2 separate regions of the Mus musculus genome follow, and region 1 is linked to region 2. The links are chromatin contacts, called in public HiChIP or PLAC-seq maps. All regions are on one chromosome and are shown on one strand. The core of a region is the stretch at or near the end of the contact, and the rest is flanking DNA. Distances in the headings are between cores, read along the strand shown.

Region 1 (6,440 bases), core at 841-3,340, 1.3 Mb after region 2:
AAAAACACCATTTCTAAGAGTCGGAAGCAGTTTCTTTGATGATTAATCTCTACTTGATATCACTGCAAACATTTTAAGTGGGCTGTGATGAAGGCTTCTCGTCAACTTACCCAGTCCTCACTGGTGTGTTTACATCGGCCAAGGCTGTATTCCGATGAACTGGGCAGATAAGAAACGTCTATTGTGCCAACTGTCACTGAAGACTCCTCCATGGCAGAACGTGCAAGTCCCAAACCATGTGCTGTAAGAAATAAGCACTACTCAAGGAAGTATCCAGAGAGTAACCCCGGGCCTCAAACTGCTCATCTCCTCACAGTTCTGCTTAGTAACAAGATATTACATGAACTGACAGATTGCTAGTGTAGTGAGTAGCAGCAAAAAGCTATAGCTTGGTGGTAGAGTGCTCATCTGGCCCGATCTGTTTACATGTCTGCTAAACTGCCCTGACCTCAAAGGTCAACATTCACAGACCAGTATTTTCCGAACATACAAGGATACAGCAGCTGTAGCCTTCAGATTCCTGGGCAAAACTGTCATGAGAAGTCACTTGTAAAAAAAAGGAAGACAACTTCAAAATAAGGCACTTGTAATAATACTGGCTTGCAACGAATAATTATTTCACTTTTGTTAATAACTGAGTATCCCTGGGAGGATAGAGACAAAAACTTTTTTATTATTTATTTATGGATGTGTGTGCATGTATAGGCATATACATATGAGTGCTGGAGGAGGCCAATACTGCACATCAGATCCCTGGAGCTAGGTCGTGAGCTACCTGATGCAAGTGCTGGGACCAAACTCTGATCCTCTGAAAGATCAGCGGGACTGTTAACCACTGCGCCACATCTCCAGCCCCAGCGTAAGCTTACTTGGTAAGACATTTTATATGTATGAATGCAGCTTTTTTTAATTTTTAAAAACCTTATATCATCTTTATTTAATTATTTTAGCTGCTGGCTTCCCCCTGCCCCCCAGCATTAGATTCTTCTCTTAAAATCAAAATCCACCTTCAGTGAGAGAACACTGTTCTCTAAGAGGAACACCTGGACTCTTTACAATCCCCACGTGGATTTGCTCCGATAACTGTTTAGCCTCAAAACAACATCTGCCCTTAGCCGTTCAGCATAAGCAATCAGCTGACACCAGAGATCAGTAAAGCACCCCATCTGGTGGGAAAAGTTCTTTATTATAAAGATTCGACGCCCCCTCCCCCTACCAACTTCCGGTTCTGAATGGCCACACAACGGAGGGGGGCCGGGAGTGGGGGAGCACACTGCAGCCTGAGAAAAGAAATGAGGCGATCGGAGGAGGAAAGGGAGGCTTGTGCCAACAGACGTCCAAGCCTTGCTCCTCCAGCCCCACAGGGTTTACTTGAGGTCAAGCCAGATTTTTTTACAGGAGAGGGGAGGAGAATAAAAGAAAAGAATCCCAGAGGCTCTAAACAGCAGTGCTGAGCAGGGAAGAAAACAAAATCTGACAGTGGGCCACAGGCAGGGGCAAGGGGGCCCCTCTGGAGTTCAAGGCCCCGTCTGCACACCACGCATGTGAATTTGGACAAGTTGGTTAACTACTACGCCTTGCTTCTCCCATCTGGAAAATGGGCAGCATGCCACCCGACAGCTGTGTCCGGCTGCAGGGAGGGCAGGGGTCTCCATAGCACGCCCGGGACACTGTGGGGTACGCGGGGCTGCTGTCAGCGGGCGGTCCCTGGAGCCAGCTGCTCGCGGAGTCCCCCGCTGCCTCGGTTTCCCTCCCGGCCCCCCGGGACGGAGCGTGCTGGGATGTCAGCCCTGCTGGTGCTGTCACTGCAGCCCGGTCCCTGGAGCGATACCGTGCCCACCCATCCGGGAGCCCGGCCCACTCCAGGGGGAACCCGGGTGTCCGCCCCGGACTCTTGCAAAGCCTCGGGCGGGCCCAGGGAGAGCGGCGCCCACCCACGCACCTGACCCCGCGCTCCGGCCCAGCGGCGTCTGCAGCCGCAGCCCGCACCGCGCACAGCGCACCGCGCTCCTCTCCACCCGCCCGGCAGCTCGCGCCTGGGCGCACGCAGCTGCCAGCGCTTCGGCTCTGCGCCTGCTGCAGCGGCGCGCCGCGATGACGCGGGCGGCGCGCGGCAGTGACGTCGGGGCTGCCGGCCGCCAGGCTTAGCGTAAGGCGCTTGGAGGAAGGGGACGGTGGGGACGGAGAGCATGGGGAGTGAGCCTGATGTCTACACTGCCCAAGCTGCATGCTTCGTGCATCGGCCGGTGGGTCTGTCTGTCTGTCTGCCATCTCCCTTGCGTGACCTCAGCTAGCCTAGGCTAGCACCAGGCCCTGTCCTGTGGCGGAATGCATTCGGGCTGCGTGGGTTTAGGTACTTGTGCGTGATCTTGCCTTTTTGTATGTGAGACCAAGCTCAATTTGTGAAGAATGAAGAGGCAAGGACTGCAGAGTGCAACGTTGTGAAATGTCTGAGTGACCGAGCCCGCAACGGCGAAAAAAATGTAGAATAGACAAAGGAAGGCTTGAAAGATAACTAAAAACATGCCCATAGCTCCCTAGAACCCAAATGCCTGGGCCCAGCACATCAGACATAAACAGAGAGGCCGCTCCTCTCCCTCTGTCCCCAGCAGTTGTCCCTGCTGTGGCCCGGAGATGCTGTCCCTCTCCTGTTGTGCTTCTGCCTCTCATCCCAGCACTCTGTAGTCCCAGAACTGCTTCTCCAAGCCTTCCCTTCCACCCCATTCCTCCATTATCACAGCCTCCTGCGACATCTCAAAGATTAACCAGAGCACCATGTCTCAGGTCCTCATCCATCGGTGTCAGACTGCAAACCCATGGCAGCGACAGTGCCTTACATCAGGGTCCTAATTAATATGTTATAATAAGCACCCAGTAAATACTGGGAGCTGAGGCACAACAAGAAAAACTAGATTTCCTTAGCTTGAACTTTCCACTTCTCTTTATAAACCCATCCTACAAAGCAAATATTCTCTTCTGGGAAACAACCCCAGAGAGTAGAAGTGGCCATTCATCAAGGACCCTGCCTTGATTTAGCCTCACATGTACCTTAGCAAAAAAAAAAAACAAACATACTTCACTAAGGCTCTCAAGGAGTGTATATTGGCTACAAAGAGTAATTTCTTATCCCAAAACATTGTGAAATTTTGTGCACAGGATACAGGGGCCCTAACAACAAAACAGGCATGGAAGGAAAGCATGAAGAAAAACTTTAGATTGATAAAGAAGATAAGAGAAATGAATTAGACTGACAAAGAAATTCTAAAATGTAAGCCATATGGAAAGTGTGTCTTACATAAAACTCAGTCATAGTGACTCTTCTTGCACAAGAGTGGCTGTGCATGTGAATGTGGGTTTGCCGTGCTAAGTTCTGGTTACATAATGAAAATTGTTTTGGAAACAGGTGGCACCCTAAGCAATTTATTTTATCAGCAGAGTGATTTATAGTAACCAGTCTAGCCAGTCAAGATGGAGCAACAGGGGAGAATTTGCTGTCTTATTTAATACAAGAAAAACCAAACAGGCAGTATAAAACAGTGACATTCAAGAATCAGACATTCTGTACCTTAGGTCGACAGTCCAAGGGGAGGCACACAATGAGCTGAACCCTGTACTTGCTTTGGCTTATCACCTAGAGAGAGTTATCAGGCTTCAGTACAGAAAGAAGGAATTCAGCCAGGTTTAGGTAGACTGAAATGAGGAGATAGAATTGAGAGACTATGGGTGTCAAAGCAGGAGCAACATCAGAGTACCAGAGAGGAGAAAGCTATGTGGCAAAAGAAGCCATGGAGACCTGCAGACACAGGTTCAGGGAAGAAGAACACATAAACATGAAGTGAAGAAGAACACTCACTGTGGCTAGCACAATATGGGGACTGCTCTTGGATCTACAAGTCATAGCTAAAAGATTCTCGGTGGTCATAAAGGATGCTTAAAATGCCTGATCTTCAAAGACTCTAGAAACCTCATTATTTATGACATAAATGATCTCACCTCAGTAGCAGAGCAAAAATAGCCCTACAATAAAGTCATATTATGGTCATATTTAACAACCCTAAAAACCCAGTGCCACCCCTACCCCTTGGACAATTTCAAAAACAAGCATACAAACAAAAGACCACCAAAGTACCCAAGAATAAAGCATGAGGATGCTTACAGGGAACAAAATTTAAAATATCCTGTTCCTCACAAAGTGAGATTCTCAGTGTTTCAAATTGAGATTGTAGGCAGGCATGCAAAAAGAAAAGAAAAAAGAAAACAGGAAAGAGTGATGCACAGCAGAAATGGAGAAACCCATGAATCAAGAATGCTAGAGCTAGCAGAGTTAACAGCAAGTAGAAGAGAGACATGGAAAAAAGATTCAGCCAGATCTAGACCGGGAGAGGATGTGGCTCAGCTGGTATGTGGCTTGCCAAGGTGGCATGCGTGAAGTCGTGCACCCTGTCTCTACCACCACATAAAAGGAGGTGTGGTGATACAGAACAGACCTTGAATACCAGCACAGAAGAGGCAGAGAGTCAGAAGTTCAAAGCCACCCTCCACCATACGGTGAATTTAATGCCAGCTGGGCCACAAGAGACCCCATCTTAGAAATCCAAATCAAAGTCACAAACCTTATAAAAGCATTGGGATTTTTGTAAACATATAAACACATACATACACACCTGTGATGAATTCACAGCAGGTTAAATGTTACCAAAAAGTAAAATAAATTACTTTAAAACATCGTGTCAGAGCTATGTGGAACACAGCACTGGGGAACCAGAAGTAAATAATGAACAGGGACGGCATCAGGGGACTTGGGTGGGTGCATGTGATTGGTGTCCCTGGAGGGAGGAGAAAGATAAACACTGAAAGAATTCATGTCTGGAAGACCTAGGCTGTAAGATATGTCACTGACTTCCAAAGAAACAACAAAATGCTATATATTGAAATCTGAACCTACACAAAGGAGTTACAGGATCTTAAGGACCCCCAAAGTATTTTTTTATTAAAATTACCTTTAAAAGATAGCAGACTGCTTACAACAAAAATAAAAACAATATACTGTGCAGTTAATAGCATATATAACTAACGTGTGACCAGAGAAGGAAGTGTAACCAACAGAGACAGAAGGTGGAGGAGAAACGACGGAAACTCAAGTCTTACTCAGACCAAGATCCACATTTTCCCACTATTTGCATTGCCTGTTTAATAGTCCGTCTTTAAAAGGCTTCCTTCAGTGATCTAAACGAACCTGAGGACATTTGTTCCAGTTGCTACTGATCCACAAATGTACACTTCCCCACAAAAGAATAGCACTAACTGAATTCAAAATCCAATCATGTAGTCGCCATGGCATTGCTTGATTTCAAATATAACAATTATTCTAGAAAGCTTTATTAGAAGAAATCATTTGAATGATGAAGAGGTCCATGATTTTTTTTTCTCCTCATCTTTTCTCCAGGCTCCTTTTGGGTATTCAATTATTCAGTAAATATTTATAAAGCTGCTACTTTATGCCAGGCACTCTGCTGTAAATATGGCTTTAACAAGACAGTACAGCTCGTTCTCAAGAGTGTATAGTCCGGTATACTTACTCAACTCCTGTTTAATAATTGTTCCCCAAAAGATTCAAATCGGCTTCTAGCTCTTTGGCTTGTGGCTTCTAGGATTCCCCTAGTCTCTCTCCCTGAGAGAGCCGCTGCTTTAATATCTTTTCTTTCCCTCTGATTTTGTTCAGGGTGATCTTTTGCCAGGCTCTGAGAAAGGAATGAAACAAGGTTGTCTAAGCCAATTATGATAATCTCATTCCAGAATATTGCAACTGTTGCTGCAGCCAAGATGATCACGTGACCGAGTAGTCCAGGGCAATGTGACCTAAAAGAAGAGCAGCTGTGAGGATTGCCCCAGCTCTGCTCTCCCAGTTAAAGGGACAACAGCAGGCATTGCTGCTTCCCTGCTTCCCGTTCCAGCTGATGTCCGGATTCCATCAGGTCCCCACCTATGTAAGCCACTACCATGTGACAGGATTCTGTCACTCTCCAGCCAAGGCACATCTGCTTGGACTATAATTGTAGGCACGTTTCTTGCTGCTAGAATGATTCAACCACTTGGAAAAATAAACAAGCCCATAGAAGAGAAGGACTTTGGAAATCAGCTTCGCCAGCCTAGCAGGCTGACGGCTGGCAGTGGAAGGGGTGGGCTCAGTGTCTTTCAGAAGCTACCCTAGGCCATAGGGGCTGAATATCCCTGACTCACTTGGAACACATGCATCACACTGCAAGGCCCGCACTTTCACTGAAACTTGCTTCATCACTAAATGGATAAATAGATTAAGTTCCAAATAAAGCCAAAGGAGGGTTTTCCCGTATTAGGTCTGATGTTGGCTGAAACCCTGTAACTGTCTGCACCACACCATTCCTTTGGATTGACGCATCCATCGAGTATCATTGCTGGTT
Region 2 (6,449 bases), core at 474-2,973:
ATTAACTCAAATAAACCAGTAGCCTTCCTTTATACAAATAATAAGCAGGCTGAGAAAGAAATTAGGGAAATACCTCCCTTCACAATAGCCACAGATAATATAAAATATCTTGGGGTAACTCTAACCAAACAAGTGAAAGACCTGCATGACAAGAACTTCAAGTCTCCCGAGAAAGAAACGGAGGAAGACCTCAGAAGATGGAGAGATCGCCCATGCTTGTGGATTGACAGGATTAACATAGCACAAATGGCCGTCCTACCAAAGGCACTCTACAGAGTCAACACAATCCCCATCAAATTCCCAACACCATTCTTCAAAGACATGGAAAGACCAATTCTCAAATTCATCTAGAAAGGCAAAAAACCCAGAGCCGCGAAAACCGTTCTTAACAATAAAAGAACAGCTGGGGGAATCAGCATCCCTGACCTCAAGCCGTACTGCAGAGCAATAGTGATATTCTTAACTTTTAAGTAGCTTTTACTATGATGTATTGTTATGCTTGTTCTGGTTTATAAGTAATTATTGTTAATCCTTTATTATGTCCACCTTATAAATTGAGCTTGATCATAGGTTTGTATGTGAAGGAAGAACCGGTCCACACAGGATTTGGTATTATTTGTGGTTTGGAGAATTCATTGAGGGCCTGCAGATATGGGAAGGTCTACTCTATCATTAACTCCAAAGGCCATTTAGGGCTAATTAGCAAACCCACTCTGGGCATTGCCATATAGCATCCTATTGCTTGATCAAAAGCACTTGGCAGTGGCCAGGGCCCTTGGAGATCAAACTTGATTCTACTACTCAGGGACCTCGCCCCTCCCTCTGGCCATCCCTCTCTCTCCTCGCCCCTCCCTCTGGCCATCCCTCTCTCTTCTCCTTAAGACTTTTGATAGGGAATAGGGCCATGTTTATTTAAGTTGTTTCAAGTACAGAGCAGTAATACTGAATACTTCACTTTTTTTTTTTTTAATGAGTCAAACATGGCTTGAGTCTAAATTGTATGTCATATCTACGAAAGAGATAGTAAAGAATGTAAGCTGGAGTTTTCTAAAGAAGTAATCAGCAAAAGAATTTAATTTATGGAAAAACATTTTGTCTTTCTGTCTAGGATTATATACTTGACTGTATAGGATTTACCACACACTCTGAAATGAGGCAACCCTGAACAAACCATGAATACAGCGCTTCTCAAGGTTTTATCTCATGGCTCACTTAGAAAATGATGGACTGAGAGGTCAGCCGTTAGAGGTCTACAGCCTCCAGGCTGGAAAAGGCAGTATCGTGGGACATCTAAACCCTGTGTGTGGCTCACTGGTTGGAAAGTTCAAATTGAGATGATTAACTAGAGGAACATTAATCTCTCATAGCACCGAAAGAGTCAATAAAAATCCATTTCTATTTCTGACTAGAGTTAGGTAAGGAGTTCGAGGATTGAATCTTTAAAATGTGAGCACTTACGATGAATTTATTTCAGGGCTGTGGATGTGAAAGTCTGTACCATGAATAGGTCTTAGGTGACAGGCAGTTTGGGGGGTTGTTCCTGGAGGAGGAGGTGTTCTGTTTATTCTGCTGGGTTCAGATAAGGCTCTTAAATCATCGTTTCAGGCCAGTGAACACAATGCAAGGGAAGCTGTTTGTCGTGCCTGGTCACTAGGCAACTGGACAGGCTGGGAGAGGGATTGCTCAGAGCCACCCTGCATGTCTGGCTACAGTGCAGTCCAAGCACACGTTACTGAGGCTATCTGCAACAATGTCACATGGGGCAGAAATGTGCAGCGCTAGAGCTGACCAGGCAGAGTTCCCAGGCTCAACCTTCCTTGTAATAAACTCAGGGAACCGGCTGCTTTCCACAGTCCCATCTTTACTCAGATCACCGCAGTGGGAGGGAGGATCCCGGCCTTTCATTGGCCCTCACTACAGAGAGGCTCAGTCTTTGAGCCCTGGCTCAGACTCTCCTAGGTTGTGGAGAGTCCTTGCACTTGGGTGGGGCTGGGGGCTGGGGTAGGGAAAGTCTGTGTGCCTCTGTGCCAAGGAATCAGTGTTCTCCTTTGCAAAAGTGCTTGACTTCTGGATGCTGTTGGAGGGAGGAGTGGAGATGCGGCCCCTGAAGCTGCTCTAATTCCAGGTGGAACCATAAAAGGAAATGATAATTGACTCTAATTGTCCTCAGCCCAGAGGAGACAAATGAGGGCTTTTCTTGGTAGTACTCCTAAGTGCCAGCTCTTGTTAGGGATGAGACCTGAAACATTCTCTTTCTGTTACCTCAGCAGGACTCAGGCCATAATTAGATGCTGAAATTCACTTTGTAGTAGAAAGTGATAAGTGCTAATGTTGGCTGTGGCACTGGACTGCTTTCCCAGGTCTCCCGGGTCAGGTTGGGTCGGGTTGGTGTGTGCTTCCTAATTGCTGAGCTCTGAGAGATGACAGATGATTAAAGTTTGAGCAAAGCTAGGCTTCCTCCAGCAGCTTGAGTTAGACCCAGGTCCTGGCTTGCAAGCTTCGATCTTTACATCTGCCTTCAGATCTGTCTGGTGGGGCTCAGAACCCCCAAATTTGACCAGGACAGCCCCTTTTATTTATTGAGTGTATCTGGCTCCCGAGCAAGTTTTTGTTTGAAGAAAAGATCCCAAGGCTGAAAATGTTTTGAAAAACCATTGCCAGAAACCACAGGTTGGTGCCATGAATATCTGCACCCATGTTTAGTTTCCAAAATCCTTTCTTTCATATTTTCTTCATTTAATTGATTTTTTTAAAAAAATGTAAGTCTAACAATATAAGGAGTATCTCTAACAGGTCCAGCATGTCTGCCCTTCCTCCCTGTCCTGCTCTGTTCAGCCTTGACAGGTTGATACCTGCTCTGCACATTTCTGTCCTTGTTGATAATCTTTTAAAAATTTCACTGCAAACCAACCACAGAATCCAAACATTTAACGTTGTAGAAGTGAGGCCACTTTACTCTTCTGTTCCCATCAGTCACCGCTAATAATTAACAAAAAAACTCTTATGTTCCTATCACTCACTGCTAATAAGTAACAAAAAATGTACAGTACTTGTTTTCTCTTATTTCCATATAATTTTGCCTTCCAAAAAAACCAACATTATAGTATGTATGATAACTGGTGACCTGTTTTTCACCTGACAATTTGTCTTTTAAAAAAATCCATACCAACACACTGGCTTCCTTCTAATGCCTGTGAAGTTTTCCACTATACACTCGCACCATCATTTACCTAGGTGCTCCCCAATTGTTGGACATGCAGGCTGTTTCCAGAACATTTTGCCACCCTATAAATTATTTAGTAAATATCATGTCACCGGTATACCTTTAAATTTACTTAGGTGTTTATTTTTATTAGGCAGTCTTCCAAAAGCAGGCTCCCGGGATCAGAACCTATATGTATTTATTTATTTTTTAATATTGAGAAAACATTTTCAAAGGGTGTCAACACACAACTCCCACTAGCTGTGTATGGATATACATAATTTCTTAGATTTTCCCCAGCCCTGAATATTACTACTTGTTGGAAATATGAATCCCTTTGTAGTTAGAAGGCATAAAGCTATCATTGTGTGTGCATCTGTGAGTGTGTTTTTTTCTGCATTGGTTTTTATAAATGACTGTTTCCCATTATCTGGAGGAAGACGGCCATTCAGAATGTCTGGGGGGGGGGTGCTAGAGAAAGATGTCCTTTGAAGACTCAGCCCTGCTCTTTGTCCCATCAGTTTGCAGCACAGAGGAAAGGCGCTGGACGGGTAGTGCACATCTGCAATCTCCCGGAGGGCAGCTGCACGGAGAATGACGTCATTAACCTGGGGCTGCCCTTTGGCAAGGTCACTAATTACATCCTCATGAAGTCAACTAATCAGGTAGGCCTTACACAGTCCCTCTGTGGGATTTGTGGTGAGCTGCATGGTGGTGAAAGGAGACTGGAGGCATCTTTTTAAATATAAGGAGGTGAAGCACCGTTGGCTTCTCTGGCAAGCAAGGCACGGGAGGTTTAATGTTGGGACTGTGGTCTTTCCTCCTCGGGTTCTACAATCCCTGCTTGTGCTGGGGGGAATATAGGCCCTTGTGACTTGCATGGAAGGGGAGGTGACATTCTTATATGGGTGCTCCTTAACATAGAAAAGTTAACTGGCCTCCAAAGAGGAGTTGACAGACTCCGAATCATTGCTGTGCTATGGATCTCCTGAGCTAAAGCTACAGTTCTGGTTGCTAAGCTGAATACTTCTGATTGCCTGGGTGGGGAACTGGCTCAGAACTGCCTGAGAAGAGATATTTTAACCTGTCCTTGGTGTCCGTGTGAGGTTACCTAACAGGAGACCATAGGGGATTTGATAGAGGCCTATTGAGTGTGAGATCACCTGAGGAAGGTGTTGGGTGTCTTATCCAATGAATCTCAGCCTTATACATTCATATACATCATATACATATATATCATATACATATACACCCACATATACACATATATGTATTATACATTTAAAAAAAAAAAACAGGATCTCTCACTGAACCTGGAGCAGGCAGTTTGCTCCTGAAATCCTCCAGGTCTCTGTCTCTCCATAGCAGCGGGGTTACCTTTCCCACAGTGCAGGGATCTGAACTCAGGTCCTCATGTTTGTGCAGCCAGCACTCTTATCCACTGACCCACCTCTCCAGCCCCACAGTCTTCATTCCAGTAGCTGATTTTACTTTATAATGCTAAACATCAGGAAGACGAGAAGTCCTCTCCCCAGTGTAGCTGTGAGCTCTAGAACTTTAAGCCTCAGTGGATCACAGGTGTTCTCCATCCCTCATTCTGGAGATAGATAGGTTGTTCCTTGTGCATTTTTCTCAGGGGCTCTATGTTGGGTAAACCAAACATACTGAGAAACTTTAACAGCTTTGGATTTGCACCAAGAGCTACTGGGTAAATAGACAAGTCCATTAAAACAGTCTATTAGAAAGCACGTACGTGGACTGAATAGAAAAGCCCATTTCCCTGTGTTATCCAAACAGTTAAAGAAAGAGGGAAGGTTGTCCTGTCAGTGTGGCCAGGAGCCTCTTTTCTCCAAGCCACAAACAGCCTGGACGTCCTTTGAGCCTAGGGGCTTATAAGCCTCTGCGCTTTCAAATGTACTTCTTTTTAATGAGACAAATGGGAGCCCAAGTTAGGCCCTGGGCTTATGCTTCTGTCTCCTGACGTTACCACCACCAAATGGCAACCCACAGCCACATGTGCAAGAGCCCACGTGAGAATTGTGAGTTAATGGGCCACCCCTCCATCCCAAATAGCCTTCCACGGGATGATGTAACTCAGGATGGACATACATAATTAAGAATACTGTTTGGTAACCATGGAAACCAGGATGGGAGCCATCCTGTAATGAGCTCTCTTGGTGAAGTTAATAAAAAGTTCTCTTTGAACGCATGGGATCAAAGAGAGTTCTTTCTTGAGCTGATTTTTTTTTTCTTTTTATTGAGCTATAAAACAGATCCTCTCAAGTGCACAAAGTATACTTGCGTTCATCGTACAGCTCCATTAATTTTTCTAACACATGTAACCCATATAATTAACAGCCAGGCCAAGATAAAGGATATTTCCAGAATAGCAGGTTTTCTAGTCCGCTCCTCACCCTTACTCTCTAAGGACTCGAACTCGCAACTCCGCTTGTTCCCGTTGATTATATCACCATGGAATCCTACCGGACACTGATCTCCCATCTGTCTTCCTCTCCACCCTAGGCTTTCTTGGAGATGGCTTACACAGAAGCCGCCCAGGCTATGGTCCAGTACTACCAAGAAAAGCCTGCGATTATCAATGGCGAGAAGTTACTCATTCGCATGTCCACCAGATACAAGGAATTGCAGCTGAAGGTACAGCATCCTTTCACTCAGTCATTCAACAACCCCTCTTGCTTGTCAGTGATGTTGGGGAAGGAGACTGTATAAAGCAAAGCAAAGCTTAGTCACTGCTCTTGCAGGTATCGCTGAGAAATGGGAATGACAGTACGGCGAGAAAAGGGCTCATTGTCAGGAGGGTCTGGGAAGAGTTGGGCGAGGGAAGGCTATCAACACATATACATGAAATTCTCAATAAATTAATAAAATGTATATAAAAACTTTCATTGAGGTAAGTACGAGAGGAAAGGGTGCTGAAGACTGACTGGGAGCTAGGGAGATTCTGGAGGGAAAGGAGTTTACAGCCGTCTTGAAGGGTGGTTTAGTTTGAAGAGGATAATCCTATCCTTGAATGCAACTTCTGGGGGCATTCAAATGACTGATAACTTTTTCTTCTCTATTCCCCTTGGTCTCTTATTCTCTTCCATCCTCCACAGGTATCTGATATATCTATGGTATATACTCCATAGGTATCTGATATATCTATGGTATATACTCCATAGGTATCTGATATATCTATGGTATATACTCCATAGGTATATATCTGAGGTGTATACTCCATAGGTAT

Evidence for each region. HiChIP or PLAC-seq counts read pairs in DNA pulled down with a chosen protein or histone mark.
Region 1: a contact with region 2 is called in an H3K27ac HiChIP or PLAC-seq map of extraembryonic endoderm stem cells, with 7 times the contacts expected there. The contact joins the promoter of Gpam here to the enhancer-like site in region 2. A contact is called at or near these places in 3 of 39 promoter capture datasets (cranial neural crest, pre-B cells and second pharyngeal arch cranial neural crest), 8 of 115 datasets of contacts at active chromatin or transcription factors (embryonic forebrain, embryonic stem cells, extraembryonic endoderm stem cells and 4 more) and 1 of 9 other capture datasets (embryonic stem cells).

What each region holds. Positions count from the first base shown.
Region 1 is chr19:55,097,387-55,103,826 of GRCm38.p6, forward strand. Gpam (glycerol-3-phosphate acyltransferase, mitochondrial) reads right to left here and starts at 2,091. Exons shown (of 21, transcript NM_008149.4): 1 at 1,943-2,091; 2 at 111-241. The coding sequence starts at 212. Gm31356 (a long non-coding RNA gene) reads left to right here and starts at 2,157. Exons shown (of 3, transcript XR_001782666.2): 1 at 2,157-2,246; 2 at 5,797-6,440.
Region 2 is chr19:53,828,923-53,835,371 of GRCm38.p6, forward strand. It overlaps Rbm20 (RNA binding motif protein 20), which reads left to right. Exons shown (of 14, transcript NM_001170847.1): 6 at 3,724-3,867; 7 at 5,726-5,857. Among named protein-coding and RNA genes, the nearest start is that of Gm16299, 6.9 kb to the left of the region's middle. Within about 2 kb of position 1,724, at least 137 of the 459 cell types and tissues checked have an H3K27ac peak or open chromatin away from gene starts, as enhancers often do. A contact at or near this core is called in extraembryonic endoderm stem cells and pancreatic cancer cells, where this site is marked.